Regions from separate parts of the Anas platyrhynchos genome. Here region 2 is linked to region 1. A link is a contact called in public Hi-C data. All regions are on one chromosome and are shown on one strand. The core of a region is the stretch at or near the end of the contact, and the rest is flanking DNA. Distances in the headings are between cores, read along the strand shown. Region 1 has its middle 14 kb from the start of MSI2. Region 2 holds the start of MRPS23 (mitochondrial ribosomal protein S23).

Region 1 (4,141 bases), core at 1,114-3,613:
ATAAAGGAGCCTTCGATACTCTCAGGATTAGTTTTGCTGCAGCATCATCTAGTGACCAGAGCAAAGCCGGGTCCCTGCGGGCAGCTCCTGCCATCGGCAGCAGCACCAGGCAAGAGGGAGGTGTGGGTGGCGGGGGGCTGGGATGCTCGTTAGGCAGACGTGGAACAAAGCAAAGAGATTTAAGGTCCTGTCATACTCGGGAATTTTATTAGTCCTTCTGCAGCAGTTATAGGGCTGATATTTTTTATTATTATTTTTTAAGAGAATAGGCATAGCGGGAAGGTCCTAGTAATAAAAGGTGCCAGAACAGAATAAAAACCGAAGTATCTCTGTTCATCATACTCACGGACCCCATGCTATTGAACCAAGGTCACACAAAACTAGAAGTCGAGCCCGTGTTTCTCCAGCCCCTCCACTGCCTTCGCTACGCCCTGCCAGCACGCCCGCTCCTCATCCTCCACCTCGCTTCGTCATTGCTGAAGCTCAGCACCAGCAGCCGGAGTGACCTCACCTGCAGAGGAGCTTCCTCCCCTCACACAGACCTCAAACCCAGGCAACCAGAGTACAACGTAATCAACACAAAAAGGCCGAGAAAATTAACTTAAAAACGTTAAGTGAGAAGAACAAAGACTTTAGACGTGAGCTGGAAGACAAATTGCGCCCAGAGGAGAAGGCGGCGTGGGCAGTTAGGTGCAAAGGCGCTGTGTTTACAGAGGTTGCGACGCAGAGGAGATGGCAGGCGAGATATTGATTTGATAAGCAGATGAGCTGAAATTCTGAACGCACTGGAGATGCTGATAGAAAAAACAGGATAGAGGGAGAGACAGGGGAACGCAGGAGAAACAGCTGTGTACACTGAGATGCATGAGATGTTATGGAAAATAGAAGGTCATCATGATCCACGAAATTCTCAAAAGAAATAGGAGAAGTGGAGATCGCAGGGAGACAGCAGATGTTTTCATGCCAAGACAATGATGGAACCGTAATTACAGCGAGATAGAGCATCCTGCATAGTCACAGCAACAAAGAAACAAAACAAAACCCCAAACCAGACACGTTTGATTGGCAACTGGAAAAGACTACAGAAAGGTAATAAGCATTTAGCCCTTCTATTACACACAAGTCAGAAGAGTGAGAGAGGGCACCTCTCCACTGCAGGGCGAGAGCCCTGACCAGGAGGTCAAGCTGCTGATGAGAACCCAGGGGCTCACCTGCATCTTTCACGCGAGCTACAGCTGAAGCCAGGAGCAGTTTTCTCTCCCTGTTTTCAATACTGGGGGCTCCCAACACACGAGGACAGAGGCAGGGACGTGCCCCAGACAGCACTACCCCATGGACTCGAGGTCAGAGCCCAAGCAGTGGCACAGCCAGAGGCAGCAGGGGCTTGTGTACCGCAGGGGCTCCATCCCCTCTCCGCCGCCACGGCTCCTACCTGGCAGGGCTGCCTTCGTGGCATTTCCTCCCTTCCTTCTCAAGTTAAGTCCAGGCAGATCATTTGCAGCCAAAACTCCGATGGTTTGGTACAGACACGAACCACCTGAGCACCATTCCTGCCATCAGCCCCCGTCCGTGTGGGCTCTGCAGCACGAGGCCTCACCCGGCGCTCACTCCCCTCCATCCTCCTCAGAGCAGTGCCCGTGTCCCCGGCTGGGGGACAGCACCGCTGCCTTTGTGCTCCATGGGACTGTGCCCTGGTGATCTCTGATCTCTGTCCACGCCCCAAGGCCCTGAGGCCGGCTTTCCCTGCGTGTACCTGGGGCAGCACGGTGCAGAGACTGGGAGAGGTGGCGCTTGGTCAAGGAAAGCAGTCAGGGACGGCAGCCTGTGCCTCGTCAGCCTCCCTGTGATTCTTCTCTGCCTTCTTCCTCAAAGACGAGAAGAGCCGTGCATTATTTTTGTCAGGTCTTCAAAAAAATAAAGTTACAGTTGTGGTACATGGCACCTTAGCTTGCCCACAGGCTCCCGAGAGTGCAATTTTTGCCTGTGTAAAATTAATTATATATATTCAGCATGTGCTCAGTCTCTAAAATACAAAAGGGCTTAGAAATATGAAAATAAAGCTCGAATTTGTTGCTAATTAAGCAAAATAACACCTCCATGCGCTGTATTTGCAGCATCTGAAGAGGAACGTTTCCTCCAGGCTCGTTCGTACTTGTCAGGCCGGCCCCTCTTTTATTTTATTTATTTATTTAAGTGCACCGAGCTGTGTTTCCAGCTCCCTCAGCCTCGGGTCCGCCTTTCAGTGCCGGCTCGCCTCAGGCTGGCCGGGTTTGGGGGCAGAACAAAGCCGGGCAGCGCCCCCGGGGCAGGGCGGCGAGGCCGGGCCAGGAGGGGCCAGGCCAGGCCCGGCCGGTGCTTGGGCGCCCTCTGCTGCCCCGGGGCTCCGCGAGGCCCTTCCCCGCCGTGGGGCCTTCGCGGCCCGGCTGGGGCTGGAAGGGACCCCGCAGGCCCAGGGAGGCCCTGGGGACTTGAGCAGGGGACCCCCGGAGCTGGCTGAGGCGCCTCACGCTTCCCGGGAGCCGAGCATGGCAGCAGCACCAAGCCTCCGGCCCCGGGCAGGACGGGGCCAGAACTGGAGCCCCGGGGTGTGAGCGGGGTGGTTGGCATTGCTGTCTGTAAACACAAGCGAGGAGCAGCTCCTGAGGGCCAGAAAAGGGGCTTTGATGCCTCAGACATACAGTCTCTAGACCCAGACAACACCTAGGAAAGAAACCCAGCTCCACAAATTACTTTGAAAGTGCCATTTTCCAGAAACGAGAGCACCCTCCTGGAACAGCCTCAAACGTCACTTCAGCATCCTTGAATCCAAACAGCAGAGTTCAGGCATACTTTAAAAAAAAAAAAAAAAAAAAAGTCACCCACCCACAGCTCTGGAGCTGGGACAGGCACTGAGCAGAGGGGGAGCCCCTTCAATCCGAGCCCCCTGTCCCAGGGGAAGGACCCTGAGGCCGCACCACAGCCAGCGCCGCTCAGTGCCAGCACTCTGACATCCCGGGGGCTGAGGGGACCAAAGCTGATGTTGTAAAACGCCTGACCACGTTTTTAGGCATGAAAACATACTCCTAAGACTTTGCAGCAGCTCTTCCATTCCTGATTCAGCAAAAGGAGGAAAGACTCTGGTGTGTGTTCATCTCCCAAAGGCCAGTGTAGAGCTAGAAAAGGTGCAGGGAGGATGCACGGTACCTCCAGCTTCCACGTAAGGAGCTAAATGGACTTCAGATGCCTCATCCCAGAACACAAGCAGGTGACAGAAGAGAAGTCTATGAGCCTGCAAGTGGCATAGATAAGGCAAAGCAGGGGCCATTACTCACCTGAGGCAGCATCAGGGTGATGGATTATCTGGGGTTGTTCTCAGGCAATTTAGAAAACAAACAGGAAGTAATTCTTTCACCCACACGTAATTATGTTGGGAGACACATTGCCACAGGATCTCGTGAAGGTCAGAAGGACAAACAGACTCAAAAAGCCATCACACGAATTCAACACGTCTGTTAAGTACAACAGCTGCGTGGGGCTCAGAAGCCCCAGCATCACTCCTAGCTGGAAATGGGGCCAGCCCCCAGGGCAGGACAGCTCTGCAGGAGATCCCGCTTCTGCACCTTGTACCTGAATTACACGGGCAGGCACCAGACCGACCTTCATCCCCATCCCCTGTCAGGGCCAGTCTTGGACCACAGAGCCCCAGAGCACTGGCTCATCCCTCTTACACCAGCCCCAAGCGCAATCTGGCTGCTTTGTGCAAAGTGTGGGGAGAATATCTCCCCTCTCGCTTTGCTTTGGTGCTCGTCTTTTCTTTTGACAGGAAGGGGGAGGAGGCAGAGGTAGCTGGAGCCAAAACCCAGCCCTGGAGGCACTGAACTAAATGCAGGACACATGTTGGTGGTTCTTGCTCTGTGGCCTCTGACTTGCAGGCTTCCTACTGACAGCACCGAGACAGGGACACAAGGTATTTGTGTAACTCAAGAGCAGAGAAACTCATAGCAAAATTTATTTTTACTTTTTATAGGAAGAAAACCACTGCCAATGAAATTTCCACCAAAGGCCAGAGCCAGGTTCCCTGCTGGGCTGTGAGCAGGCTGCATACGTGGCTATGAGAGGCAGGGAGCTGAACCACCCCATGTCAGCACTGCCAGCAGCAGAC
Region 2 (4,619 bases), core at 1,498-3,997, 270 kb before region 1:
GGGCTTTGCACCAGGGAAATCCCCAGGGGTGGCAGGGAGCAGCGATGCTCCCCAGGGGCCGTGACCCCAGGGCTGTGTGTGAGCTCACAGCGTGCCCGTTGCCAGCTCTGTGTGCGGGGACCGGGACCTGCCTTTCAAGAAAAAGCGGAAAAGGAAAAATGCTGTGGTTTACCCACTTAATTCCGAAATAACAAGCCTCTCGGGGATGGGGCGTGTGCATTTTCTTCAAACTGTTTCATTATCCATCGCGCAGCAACTCCTCCGCGTCTGTCAGGCAGGCAGTCTGGCTCCTTCGCCTTGTCTCCTAGCGGGATGGAAAGACGTCATTATAATGAATTCTTTCTGAACTATGTGTTATCAATCTCCAGCCCTGCACTTTTCGGCGCTGTGCTGAGCTGGCGGGATCACCAGGTGCGGATCCCGCTTTTTGAGGGTGACACTTGTTCTGATGCTCCAAATCAGGCCCCACAGCCGATTTAGGGGGCAGCAGCAGGGTTTGGGTACGTGGCAGACCTGAGGACGCATTCAGGCACTGCTGGAGGTGTTTGCAGACCTGCAACAGGGGACACCCCAATGCTGGGGGGGCTGAGAACCACAGGGTCCGGCCTGGGAGCGCTGCTCCGTGCCCCCACCTCCCCTGCAGCCCAGCTCCAGCTGCCAGGGAGCAGCGTTTGGTTGCTGGCAGGGTTGGAGCTCCCCAGCCTCACGTGTGGCTTGGAAACTTTCCCTGTGAAAGAAGGCGCTGGAAAAAGTCAAGGCATTCTTGCCTTAAATGTCAAAAGCATCAAAATGCTGGAGAAACCCTGGATGTGGCCTTCTCGGCACAGCCAAGGAGGCCGTCGTAACCCAAGGGGGGAGCCAGGGCTCTTTGAAAGAGCTGAAAAGACCGGGGCCTGCCCAGTCCTTTGAGCAGCTCAGATGCAGCCCTGGAGCGGTCCCAGCAACTCCCTTTTGAATTCTTCCACTCCACAGGGGCAGGAGTTTTGTCTTTCAAAACTTTCTCCCGGCAGCGGAGAGAAGCCCGGGACTGAGAGCTGCGGCTGGCCCACGGTGAATGCTCGAGGTGTCCTGCGCTGGCAGCGGGTACCTGCTTCTGTCAGCCCTCGCTGGAAATTCACTGCCCCCTTCCTTTATAACACTGCAAGATGGATGGAGTGAATGAATGCTTTTTATTATTATTATTATTTTTTATTTAACCAGCTCGTTCCCAGACCGAGGGCTGCATCCTAGCGATCAGGCATCACGTCTTTGCCGTGTGCTTCTTGGAAGCTGGCTTCACGGAACTTCTGGCAGGGGGAAGGCTGTTTGCACAGAGCAAACAACCTCGGTGGTGTTGGGATTTCATTAATCAGGATGAAAAACACAGGCTGGGGCTCGGGGCTGGCAGCCAGGCACCGTCTGCTGCCACCTCCTGGGCCCAGCCAGCAGTGCTGGGGCTGCGGGGCAGGATCAGGCCCTGGTGCAATCCTGCTGGGTGCTGGCTCTGGGTGAGACCCAACACAAAATGGGACCGAAGGGAGACCCCAGCTCTCGGTGTCCCACTGTGGGGGGATGTTTGTGGCCCCCCACCGCCGGTCCCCAGGCTGCCATGGGCACGTCGTGGTGCTCAGCTGGGGGACAGTGGACAGGGAGGGTGTAAAGAGCCATGGGGGCAGAGGACGAGCCCCAGCCAGCAGGACCCCAAACGATGCGGGGCCATATGGGCGTCCTCCCTCCCGTATGGAGATAAATGGCGGGCTGCGTGTGCCAGGACGCGTCTGGGCAGCACAGGGCAGCATTTCTGGTGTGCCCCCTCCTTGCAGGAGCACCCAGCACAGCCCCAGCAGCTCCCTGTGCCTTTGGGGCCAGCAGCTGTCCTGCCCCGTCACTCGCAGCCCAAATGGCTCCCTCAGAAACCGGAGACGGCAGCAGCACCGCCACGTCCCGCACCCTGCAGGCGCTCAGCGGGTGTTGTAACGGGGTGACAGCTGCTGCCATGGCTCCTGCTCAGCTCCATCGTGGTCTGCCATTGCTTGCAGGCCCCGTGGAGGCACAGTGCCCCGCTGCAGGGTGGGCACGGCCACTCCGTGATGGTGGGAGCACGGCAGGGGAACCAAAACAGCCGCCGGGGAAACAGGAGTGAGGTGTGCGTGGTTTTGGGGTGTGAGGTCATATTTTACACAGCATCCCTCGGTCTCCGTGCTGGGTCCATGCTCCGGCCCCTGGAGCACTGAGGTCCCCGCTCAGCCCATGCTGGGGTGCGGTAATGCTGCTCCAGGACCTGTTTTGGGGTTTTTAGCCCCAAAAGCAGGATAAATCTGGGACCTGTTTTGGACTTTTACCCCTAAAAGCAGGATAGATCTGGGACCTGTTTGGAGACTTTTAGCCCCAAAAGCAGGATAAATCTGGGACCTGTTTCGGGGTTTTTAGCCCCAAAAGCAGGATAAATCTGGGACCTATTTTGGAACTTTTAGCCCCAAAACAGGACAGATCCCAGCAGGTGCTGCCCAGGCAGGTGGAGGGGACCCTCCGGGCTCTGGAGGCCCGTGGGGGTTTGGATCTGAGCCCCGTGCCCATCGGGGGCCACCAAGGGCAGCAGAAGGACCCCGAGGGCCCCGTCCCCGCGTGTTCGTGCCCGTGCCGGGGGCGGTGGGGGGGGGTGGTTCGGTCCCGGTGGCGCTGTCCCTTTAAATGGCGGTGGGAGGGGGGGAGGCGATCTGGGTGGGCACCCGCTCGGCTATCGACTCCTTCTGCCTGCGCGCCCATCCGCGGGCCGAGCGCGCCCTGCGAGCTGATTGGCTCAGCCGCGCGGAGGGCGGGCGCTTCCGCTTCCGGGCTGGCCGTTGCTAGGGGGCGGCGTTGCTAGGGGCGGCCTAGCGCCGCCATGGCGGGGAGCCGCGTGCAGAAGGTCGGCAGCGTCTTCAGCCGGTACGGGGGGGGCCGGGCCGGGCTGGGGGCGGCCCCGCGGCTCCCCCTAAACCCCCCCCTGAGCCCCCTGTCCCCGCAGGACCCGCGACCTGATGCGCATGGGGGTGCTGCGCCAGCCGCTGTGGTTCGAGGTTTACGCCGCCTGCCCGCCCCGCCGCGAGCCGCGGCACCGCCAGGCCCGGCCGCGCTACGGCCGCGCCAGGGACAGCGTCAGGGACATCCTCTACCCCGAGGACGCCGTGCGAGCGTGAGTTCCGCCTCGTTCGGACCCCCGGGGACCGTCCTGGGGCCCCCAGGGTCCCCGTTGTTGGTTGGCTGTTGTGGAATAAATGGGGTGACCCCGATGCTGTTTATTTCCCTCAAACTGTGTCTCTCTTTGATTGATGGAAAACCTGAACTGTGTTATTTTTTGAGCAGGAAATTTTACAGAGTGTACGGAAGCGGGCCAAGACCTTTTGATTTATCGCAACCGAACTACAAATCGACGTGCCAAAGGTAAATCTTTTTTTGTTGATATATAACTAAACTAAAAATGCTTCTGAAACTTGTCCCTGTCTCCTCTTAGGTCAGCAAACCACAATGTTGTTTGCGAGAGTAAAAATACAATCTTGAAATCTAGGTTCGTTGAGAAGTACAATGAATTGAAAGAAGAAGGGAAAATTGAAGAGGAAAAATTGTTTGAAGAAACAGGAAAAGCCCTTTTAGCCAGTGGGATAATTTTGCAGAGAAGAGGAACAGATAAAGTAAGTATTAAACATTCAGAAAACGAATTGGCCAGTGGACTCAAAAGGCTTCATTTTTAGGTTCTTAAGACGGAGTTAGTCCAAATTAAACTCTCTGTAAGTTACCAATAAATAAAATAGAGAATAAAATAGAACCTCTTCTGGATTGAAGATAGCTGGCACACTTTTTCTATTCCTTCTTAGTAATTAAGTATTCTAATGCAGCATCGCTCTCATTCTTTAATCCTGATTTGGAAATTTATACATAAATCTTGCAGTTTGCTTCAATAAACTAAACCAACAGCGATAACAACAAAACCCACACACTTATTTCAGTCATTTTTTGTTTATATTTGTAGTTTGGGGCTCGTTTACTTATGTCTTTGGTAAGAAAATAACTACCCAGAAGAACTGTCTAACATGTCTTGCATCTATTTTCACGGATGTAAAAAAGAGGAGACAGCTCCTGGGCACATGGAGTCTGTTCCTTGTTACTTCAGATAATTGTCATGTAACTCTTAATGTAAAACGGGGTAAAAAAGCAAACTGATGCTTCCAGAACAGCGCGTCAGGTAGAGTAGAACACTGCTGCTCTGTGATGGTTAGCAATCTTTTTACTTTGTTCAAGTCTGAAAGATAAGCAGTTCTTTTGAGAATGCTGTCCGTTTAGTTTGAACACCCTCAAAAAAATGGAGAAAAAGATTTTATAAAAATGGCAGCTCTGTAAACAAAATTCAGCTGTTACTCTCTCCTGTAATGCGCTCTCTATTCTCCTAATTGTCCAATTACCCGTGGGCTGAGCATCCATAGCCTCTTTTCAATAAAAGAGGCTGACCAGGAGCAGAAATTGGTTCTATTACAAGTAGATGTCCAACGAGCGTGTGAAAAGATGAAATGGCCAGCTGGCTTTAATATTTTACCTTGAGGTCAGCGATCTCATTTTCATTTCTTGCCCTGGTGATACCTTGAGACTGCACGTACTTTGATAAT

What was found. A called contact is a pair of places that touch in the nucleus more often than the background predicts.
Region 2: a contact with region 1 is called in a Hi-C map of skeletal muscle, with 4 times the contacts expected there. The contact joins the promoter of MRPS23 here to the enhancer-like site in region 1. A contact is called at or near these places in 6 of 8 Hi-C or Micro-C datasets (F1 follicle, F5 follicle, liver and 2 more).

Annotation. Positions count from the first base shown.
Region 1 is chr20:1,261,848-1,265,988 of IASCAAS_PekinDuck_T2T, reverse strand. No RefSeq gene overlaps it. Among named protein-coding and RNA genes, the nearest start is that of MSI2, 14 kb to the left of the region's middle. Within about 2 kb of position 2,363, at least 2 of the 8 cell types and tissues checked have an H3K27ac peak or open chromatin away from gene starts, as enhancers often do. A contact at or near this core is called in subcutaneous adipose tissue, where this site is marked.
Region 2 is chr20:1,530,103-1,534,721 of IASCAAS_PekinDuck_T2T, reverse strand. MRPS23 (mitochondrial ribosomal protein S23) reads left to right here and starts at 2,747. Exons shown (of 5, transcript XM_038165752.2): 1 at 2,747-2,887; 2 at 2,987-3,154; 3 at 3,325-3,402; 4 at 3,527-3,650. The coding sequence starts at 3,000. It overlaps LOC139999128 (a long non-coding RNA gene), which reads left to right and starts at 709. Exons shown (of 2, transcript XR_011804221.1): 1 at 709-1,050; 2 at 1,201-2,103.